2 separate regions of the Mus musculus genome follow, and region 2 is linked to region 1. Evidence: chromatin contacts called from public HiChIP or PLAC-seq data. All regions are on one chromosome and are shown on one strand. Each heading gives the region's core, a stretch centred on a gene start, on an enhancer-like site or on the middle of the called end of the contact. The rest is flanking DNA. Distances are from core to core; before and after follow the strand shown.

Region 1 (4,512 bases), core at 327-2,826:
TTTTCTCACAAACCAAATCTGCTCACTTCAGCATGAAGTTGTTCAAGTCAGCACCCTGCCCTGGTGAGCTCAGCTCTTTGTTAGTTGCAGAGCCCTGGGAAGCCAAACAATGTGTTTAAAACACCCAGGCTATCTGGGTACGAGGGTACACACACCTGTATCCTAAGATCGGACAGTGACCCGGGGGGCGGGGGATGGGGTTGGCTGTGAGTTCAAGGCTAGGCTGGGATGCATGGCAAAACACTGTCTTAATGCTCACCACAGACACACACACCAAAAGCAAGCAAGCTACCAAGTGTCCACTGAAGGACTTAACCTTAATCTAGCTAGGACCTTGGATAGGCACATTTTGCTCACAAAGCAAGAACCCCTTTAACTATGAAGGAGGTGTGTGGCTATTAGGACACATGCTTTCCAACACTGAGCGCCAAGGAGTCCTCGTCAAGCTGGGTTGTGCCAGCCGGGCTGAACTCCAGGGAGGACTAAGCCATAGGTGTGTTTATCATTCCTATCGGTGCTCAGAACAGAACCCAGGGCCCCCCTCGCACACGCTGAGCAAATGCTCCTACCACTGGGCAACACTGCCAGCCCTAAAGTATACTTTAATAATATTGCAGGTGTTGCCTTCCCTGCACAGAGATCCTTCTGTTTCTCATTTTTTTTTTCTACCCTGCCCAGCCAACCTTGTTCTTTCCCTTCATGGAAGTGGAAGGGCGATGGTGCCGAAATGTAAGCCCAAAGTCTCTGCTATGTCCCAAGCTTCTCCCAGAGTGACCTCCATCACCAAGCCTCAAACCAAACAAACAGAAACGGAAACCTATTTAAAGACATCCTTTCTGCCACTCCTAATCCACAGCCTGCTGCTAACTGGTGGAGGGGCATCCCTGCCTGCTCCCAGAGCAACACTGGAATACCCAGCTATTTCTCACCTGCTTCCTAGCAGTGTGGGACACCCAGTCCTCTCTGAGTGAACAGAACCCAGACGGTCTGCGGCTCAAACGTAGGAGATGTGAGGGTAGATTGGGGATTTCTTTTCGCTTGTATTGGTTTTGTTTGAGGCAGTCTCACTATGGAAGCTAAGATGGAACTTAACTAGGCAGCCCGAGATGGCTTCCAATTTTGCCTCTTCCTGCCTGAGCCTCACAGTGAGTGCTAGGATTTCAGGTGTGCTCTACCTCAGCCAAGCACAGATGAGCTTTTTGGAGTTGACTTCATCCGTAGTTTCTTGGTTCCTGTTGAGAACATCCAAGGCCACTGTCTGTGAATCTCAAGGTTTATTCCAAACTGCACAATCCAAGAAGTCAAGGCCAAGTTTATACATTCTCCCTCCTGAGGCTCTCCGGAGGGGTTAAAGGCATAGCTCTGAGGTCTGTGTGGCTGGAGGAACTAAAGACTCTAGAGAGAGACTTCAACTGCCCTCCCACCCTCGGGTGAGTCCTCTGATAATATTAACACAGAGCTTCCTGCTACCTCTGAAGTGGGTCCCTGAACTTGGGAGGCCTGGAACACATGATGCAAACAAGGGTGTGCCTGTCTCTTGCTGCAGAGTGCCTTGCCATAGCTCCGGTGAGTGTGAGAGGATGTGGGTCAGAGGCCTCTCCAGACTGTGGTGCAAGAAGCCTCCTGTAACACAGGTCCTGCCTACACTAGCCAGCCGACTGAGCAGAACTCAGCCACTCACAGAGGCAGCACAGGAGAGCTGTGTGTGTGTGTGTGTGTGTGTGTGTGTGTGTGTGTCCGTCCACAAACACTTTAGTTTGCTCTTCTTTTCTCCCCATGAATCTGGCCCCACTTGTGACTATTAACACCTGCTTTCAGGTCGCCAGAACAAGAATAAAACTGCAGCACAGCCACGCGTACCCTGGTCTTGTCGCCTTCCTTTTAAAGGCTGAAAATTCCAGGGAAAGGGAGAGAAAGTTGGTTTTTAAACTCGGTTCACATTTTAAAAAATAAAAATAAAAACACGTTTCTGGAGTCGAAATAACATCTTTCATAGTTAACCAAATTAACTTGTGCATTTATATCCTCGATACTATATAATTTGCAGTAAATGTTAAAATTTCCCAAATTGTCCCTAAAAATGCTCTTTATAGTGAGATTGTGGGAAGTAGTATCCAGTATAAGACCATACAATGTGCCTGCTTTTTATAGACCTGAAACCTTCATGTCTTTCTCAAGCCACTAAACTCCTCTTAGTCATGTTCTGACTCCTTGAAGACGGGGTCACCTGTCCCAAAGGATGCCAGGTCACTTGGTTGTGTCCAGCACTTTTTCTACTGATTTTCTGCAAGCTGGAAGTTGTATCTCCGTATCCAGATTAAATATTCTGAGGTGTTAGGATTTTAAGCTTTTAGACAGGATCTTATTACCCCACGCTGGGGAAACTCACCATACAGCCAAGGTTGAACTTGAATGTCTGATCCTCCTGCCTCCACCTCCTGAGAGCTAGGATTACAGGTGTGCTTGTTACTCCTGGTTTCTAGTGACGAAGCCTCATCCTCAGCCACTCTAAGAAAAAGTGCTACACAGAAGAGTTGACTTCTGTAAATGATGAACACCTAAGTCACATAGAGTGTCACGCATGCATATACTGCTCAGTGAGACTACATTCATCTTCCTCCTGGGAAACACAGATCCCACTCTGTGTCACACAGAGAGGGGGCTACTTGTAACTGTGTGTAGAATATGGCAATTTGGGAGAAATCTATACAAAAGCTACCAGGATATTTAAAGCCATCACCAAGTGTCCTCCTGCTTTTTCTTTGACTCAGCTCTCTCTCTTTCTCTCTCTGTGTGTGTGTGTGTGTGTGTGTGTGTGTGTGTGTATGTGTGTCATGCCTGCTTGCCTGTCTGCCTGCCTGTCAGTCTGTTGTGTATGTGTGTCCATCTACTTGTGTCTGCTTATATCTATGTGTCTGTGTGTGTATCTATATCTGCCTACTTACCTGTCTGTCAGTCTGTTTGTGTGTGTGTGACTATCTACTTATGTGTGTGTCTGCCTACTTGTGTCTATGTTTCTGTCTTCTTGGAACTGCTTGTGTGTATGTGTGTGTCTGTATGTGTGTGTCTGTGTAGATATTTGTGTGTCTGTCTGCTTGTGTGTCTCTGTGTGTACCTGCTTGTGTGTGTGTATTTGTCTGTGTGTGTCTGCTTTTGTGTGTGTATTTGTCTGTGTGTGTCTGCTTTTGTGTGTGTGTCTGCTTGAGTGTCTCTGTGTGTGTGTGTGTGTGTGTGTGTATTTGTGTATGTGTGCCTGTGTTAGGAGGTGTGCTCATGAACCTTTTTTTTTTTTTTTTTAGTACTGGAGATTGAAACACATGCTAAGATACTAGTCTGCTGTGAGCTACAGCCCCAGCCTTAGGGTCTACTTTTTGACCCTCAGCCTTAACTCTACTCTTAGTATGCTCCTGGGCCAACCTTTCTGGTGACCACAAACCTGTGACAGATCCAGATGGGAGAGAACAAAGATAGGTGAGGCCGGATTCTCCAGGTCTTCAACAGCTATGAATGCCTTTCCTCTTTGGGTGGTGCTGGGGACAAAACCCAGGACCGTGTACACGCTGAGCACACGCTCTGCCACTGAGCCACACACATGGCCTCAATAGCCTCTAATTGAACCTGAAGCTTATTATGAACCCAGTTGGAAACATTTGCCCAGGTTTTAGGGAGCAAACACTCTGTTCTGTGAGCTTGTATCTAATACACATCACCTTAGTGACCTGCTCACGCCACCGAAGCTCAGCACCTTGGAATACAAAGGCTGGAAACCCCCTTTGTTTTCCAGTGTGTGGGGCACGAGCCTCTGACTCATCCTGGAGCCCAGCCAGCCTCTGAGTGCTGCAGGGTGAGCAGGGAACCGGGCAATGCCGGAGTCCCCAAGCACAAGGATCTTCCGACCAAACGAAGCTTCGAAAGCAAACAAATAAATAAAGGGGGTGGAGGCAGGTGCAGGGACACTTGGGACGTACTCACGTCAGCTAAAAGGCAAGGGCAATGCCAGCGGGCGGGCGGGCAGGCGCTGTGCGTGTGCCTGAACGCCTGTAGAACATCTTTGCTTGTGACCTTGGGGGTGACTGTGAGCAAGGTGCTTGTCCTGCCAGCATGAGGACCTGCGTTTGGATCTCTCACAAAAAGCCAACGAGGTGGCCCATGCGTATAAATCCCAGGGCTGGCCAAGCAGAAAGAGTAGGCTCTTTGGGGGCTTGCTTGCTAACCACCTACTTCAGCCTATCCGTGAGCTCCAGGTTTGGTGAACAGCCTCGTCTCAAAGAATCCGCCGAAAGGGCTGGAGAGATGGCTCAGGAGTTAAGAGCACTTGCTGGTCTTCCAAAGGGGTTCAGTTTCTTTCCCCCACATCTGGGTGCTCACAACCTCCTGTGGCTCCAGCTTCAGAGGGTTCGGTGCCCTCTCCTGGCCTCTAAAATTGCTACACCTCTGTCTCTCTGTCTCTCTCTCTTTCTCTCTGACTCACTCTCTCTCTCTCTCTCTCTCTCTCTCTCTGTGTGTGTGTGT
Region 2 (4,040 bases), core at 303-2,802, 160 kb after region 1:
GGAGAGAGGTAAAATTGTTCTAGGTCAGCTACATAAAGAGACTTTACCACCACCACCACCAAAAGAAAAAAAACCCTTTCTCCTACCCCTCATCTTCTCTTTCTCTTACATCAGGGTGGTTGAAAGTATGTCTTTGAAAATTTTGAAAGAATGATTCCAATTTTATTTTTGTTCATGTAAATAAAAGTCACTTTTATAAGAACTCTCAGAGTTTTGAGTGTTTTGGTTCTTCCTACCCCCCCCCCCTCCGACTCACCAACCCATCATACTCAGTATTCCTCAACTGTCCTGACCGGTAGCTAATATCTAGAGGGTAAGGAAACAGGCACCTTCTACAGGCATGAAGGAAGTGTAAGAGACAGGAGCTCAACTCATTGCTTTGGATGCTCTGCTGGCTCAAAGTACATTTTGTCTCCTTTCACAGGCAGACAAAGAAAGGATGGAATCCAGAAACATCAAAGTGGTGAACAGTCTTCCTTCAAATACCCACCTCATGTTCAGACATAACTAGGGAGTCAGGCTTGTGCTTTGACTGCCATTGTACTGGTCTCAGAACCATGTCTCTAAAATTTCACCATTCACAAGGCAGAGGCAGGAGGATGGCGAGTTTGAAGAAAACCCGGGCTGCTTAGTGAGACCTGTCTCAAAACCCAACAAGCCAAACAATAAAACTGGATTCCCATGATAGGCACTGGCCACAACTTAAGGTTTAAAGAAGGAAGATGGACACATTTTAAAAGGCTAAAAATTTTAAAGAGTATTCCAAGTGAGCACGAAAGTGTGGCTGGAGAGAACATGTTGGGATGAAAAAGACCACATTCCTGTGTCCGTGTAAGGGCACGGAATAGACTGCGTCAAGACTGCAAACACTTGAGTTTCTCTCAGTAGGTTGCCGTTTTCAGGTGACTCCAGGATCAGCATCAGGTAGTGCTGTCACGATCAGCAGAACAAAGGTCTCATTCTGAATGGTGGCGAACCTATGTAAACGCCCAAGTCTAAGATGGGCCATTTCCCAGTGCCATCTTGTTTTCAGGTTCATTGGAGTTTCTGTGTGTTAGAGGCCACCCTATGTCCTTGCATCACCAAGGGTGCAAACCCAAATGCAGAGTGACCTTGAGCATCCTTCAAATTCCGGGTGGTGCAGCTTCCCGCCCTGCCGTGAGCAAGTCTCTTCTGGAGTTGCAGGTTCTCAGAAAGGCCTTTCCCGAACCCTCCCCTACCTCAAGTCCTCTCCCTACAAACAGCAGGGCCAGGAGGAGCAGCCTTGAGGCTGCCGGGTCTACGCGGGCACTCTAACCGTCGCTACCTCGAGCGGGACGCGCTCCCTCACTGCCCCACCTTCGCGCACACTGTGGGGGGCCACTCCGCCAAAGCAGGTTTGGGATGCCAGCCGCATGGGCCGAGGATGCTCGGTGCCCGCCGCCGATGGGAGGCAGCGTGAGCCCGAAAGAGCCGGGAGGGATCGCGGTGGCAGCGCTCGAGCGCAGCCTCCTCCCGCTCCCACAATGCACAGGGCGGCGGCGGCGGCGGCGGCGGCATCGCGCGCCGCGGAGGAGACAGAGGAGGCTACAGAGACCAGGCCTCTAAGGAGGCGAAGCGGCTGAGGAAACTGAGGGAGCGAGGGGGCGCTGAGGACGCGAGGCGACTGAAGAGACCGCAAGGGCTGTGTGTGTGGACCAGGCGGCTTGGGGAGACTGAGGCGGCGACGGCCGCGGAGGCTGGTACCCGAGTCCCCCGAGCACGCGCCTCGGGCTCACGCGGCCGCCGAGCCCTGGAGGTGATGACTGTCAGGCTCCCGCCCGCCGCTAGCGCCTGACGCGCCCCGCCCCGGCCCGCCCGGGCCCGCCCGCCAGCTTGGCCCGCCCTGCCCGGCCCGGCCCTTCCCCTGCTCCCCGCCCGCCACCGTTTCACCCGCGCGGGCGGCCGCCACGCGAGCTGCGGCCTCCGCCTAGGCGGGGGGCGTCGGCGCTGGGCCCGCCATGGCCGCGTCCGAGCTCTACACCAAGGTAACGCGCGCCGCAGAGCCTTGTCCTGGGGAGGGGTCGCGCGGCCGGGACCGTGGCTGTAGGACCGGCAGGTTCCACCGGACTGCACCCCACTGCCCGGCTGTACCTCCTTGCCCGGCTGTACCTCCCTGCTCTGCCTCCCGAGCCCATTTCGGATGGGATGCTCTTGGGCAGATGCTCGGGCCGCTCTCCCGGGACTCGTGCTTAAAATAACGTCCTGTGCCGGTATGCGCCAGGCAGCAGCCTCTCGGGGAGATTATTTCGGATTCTGCAGTTATGGCCAGTCCGCTTTCACCTTTAGCTGCCGGGTTCTTGCCATTTGCCCTGGGGTGCGGAGCCTGTGGGAAGATGCAGCCCGGAGATGGCGAGCTTATTCTTAGGCTTCTTGGTGCCTGGGAGTTTGCAACCTGCGCGTTATCCCCGAGAGCCTCGTTAGCTCTGTGTCCTCACCCTCCTTTCCGGCGAGCCTTTCCCTTTTGGTCTTCATTTAGGGGAAGTGGCAGCCTTTTCAATCTTAAACCGACGCCCATATTCTCAGGGTCTGGTAATCTCTGAATGGCGTATTTTGGAGAGACTGTTTAGAAAATCTGTGTTGGGCAGTGTGTGGTGTATGCATTCATGGTATCTTATGTTACGGTTTCAATGGATGTTTTGCCAGCTAATGATTATTAAAATTACCTCTAATTCCACTCAACAGAATTGCCTTAACTTTTCAAGTTCATGTTTTTACATTTTTACCAGAATCTCTTTCTTCCCGTCTCTCTCTGTCTCTGCCTTTGTCTCCCTCTCAGGCACGGAGATTGAATGTAAGGGCCTCATGCATACTAGGTAAACCCTTTACAACTGAGCTATATATAGATAGCCCCAGCTTTCTGGACTCTTCTTTTAGCAGTTTGGAATCATCTCTTGCACACGTGACATCAATAAGCCCAGAGCCCAAATTGCAGCCTTGAGGAAAGAAATCTGTACCTTTCCACCCAACTGTGTGACATTTGGCAAACTACATAACCTCTCTGGTTCAGGTTTCTTACTTGTAAATAGAGTGAATTTTATTTGTCCTTTTGTCCTTCCTTACAAGCTGTTGTGAGGATCACATTTAATACTAGTTGTGAAAGCTTTCTGTGACTCTTTTTTTTTTTAAACAAATATGAGGTATATGATTACTTTCTTCCAGCCATGAAATGAAGAGCTTGCATGAACCTGGGACTTTCTTTCTAGCCCTAGATTTAAGAAGTGTACAATTAGAACATTTCTCTAAACCTAGTAATTTTTTTTTTTCAGCATGGCAATTCTATAAGACTATCATTGGAAATTGACTAAAAGTTACCTTCTTAACTTACATAGTACAATTCTAAGTGTTTTGAAATATTAACTCATTTAATCGTTGCAATTTATGTATGAAGTAGATACAAGTAACAATTATGTCACTGTGACGAGCTGTCACATTGTTACATTGTTCTGTCCTGTCTGGCCCCCTACCAGGCCCCTGCTATCAGCCCATCTTGAACCTGGACCTGCTAATTATAGGCTGATAAGCAGAAATTAGGTGGGTGGTAAGTTGCTGGACTTCTAGATCTGTTTGTCCCCTGCCCCCACACAAAATATTTTGTAGGGAAAACTGGGGAAGGTGTTGTCATTTTTAAATAATAAAGTTTTGAGTTTCCATCACAGTGTAATAGAATTCATCTTATAGTCTTCCTAGATACAGACAGATTTAGTCACTGAAACTGAGGTTGGGACTTAAGGGGCTTTTTCCTAAATTTAGATATACCTCAGAATAGCCTGACTCTGTAGTTATTTGTGCACTGATCTGTGAATGGGCCTTAGTTTAATGACAGGAAGGAATATTTATTGAGTGTCCTGTAAACCAAATACTCTGTCTTGTGTTTAGAGTTTCTAACAGTGGACAAGTCATAGCCCTTTCCTCATAGGGCTCACAGTCTGTTTATTATATTCTTGACCCACTTTGAATCTCCAAAGGCATAAATAACCTGCTGTTACCTTAACAACAGGCTGGCAGATGTGTTAGCAGGA

The links. HiChIP or PLAC-seq counts read pairs in DNA pulled down with a chosen protein or histone mark.
Region 2: an H3K4me3 HiChIP or PLAC-seq map of bone marrow-derived macrophages shows a contact between it and region 1, with 3 times the contacts expected there. The contact joins the promoter of Myo5a here to the enhancer-like site in region 1. A contact is called at or near these places in 9 of 39 promoter capture datasets (the 3T3-L1 cell line, 3T3-L1-derived adipocytes, the C10 cell line and 3 more), 1 of 15 datasets of contacts at CTCF or cohesin (large pre-B cells), 3 of 484 Hi-C or Micro-C datasets (B cells, embryonic stem cells and erythroblasts), 3 of 115 datasets of contacts at active chromatin or transcription factors (the NIH/3T3 cell line, bone marrow-derived macrophages and pancreatic cancer cells) and 2 of 9 other capture datasets (liver and pancreatic islet).

The regions. Positions count from the first base shown.
Region 1 is chr9:74,905,610-74,910,121 of GRCm38.p6, forward strand. No RefSeq gene overlaps it. Among named protein-coding and RNA genes, the nearest start is that of Gm38678, 42 kb to the left of the region's middle. Within about 2 kb of position 1,577, at least 52 of the 459 cell types and tissues checked have an H3K27ac peak or open chromatin away from gene starts, as enhancers often do. A contact at or near this core is called in 3T3-L1-derived adipocytes, bone marrow-derived macrophages and pancreatic cancer cells, where this site is marked.
Region 2 is chr9:75,069,654-75,073,693 of GRCm38.p6, forward strand. It overlaps Myo5a (myosin VA), which reads left to right and starts at 1,553. Exons shown (of 41, transcript NM_010864.2): 1 at 1,553-2,006. The coding sequence starts at 1,980.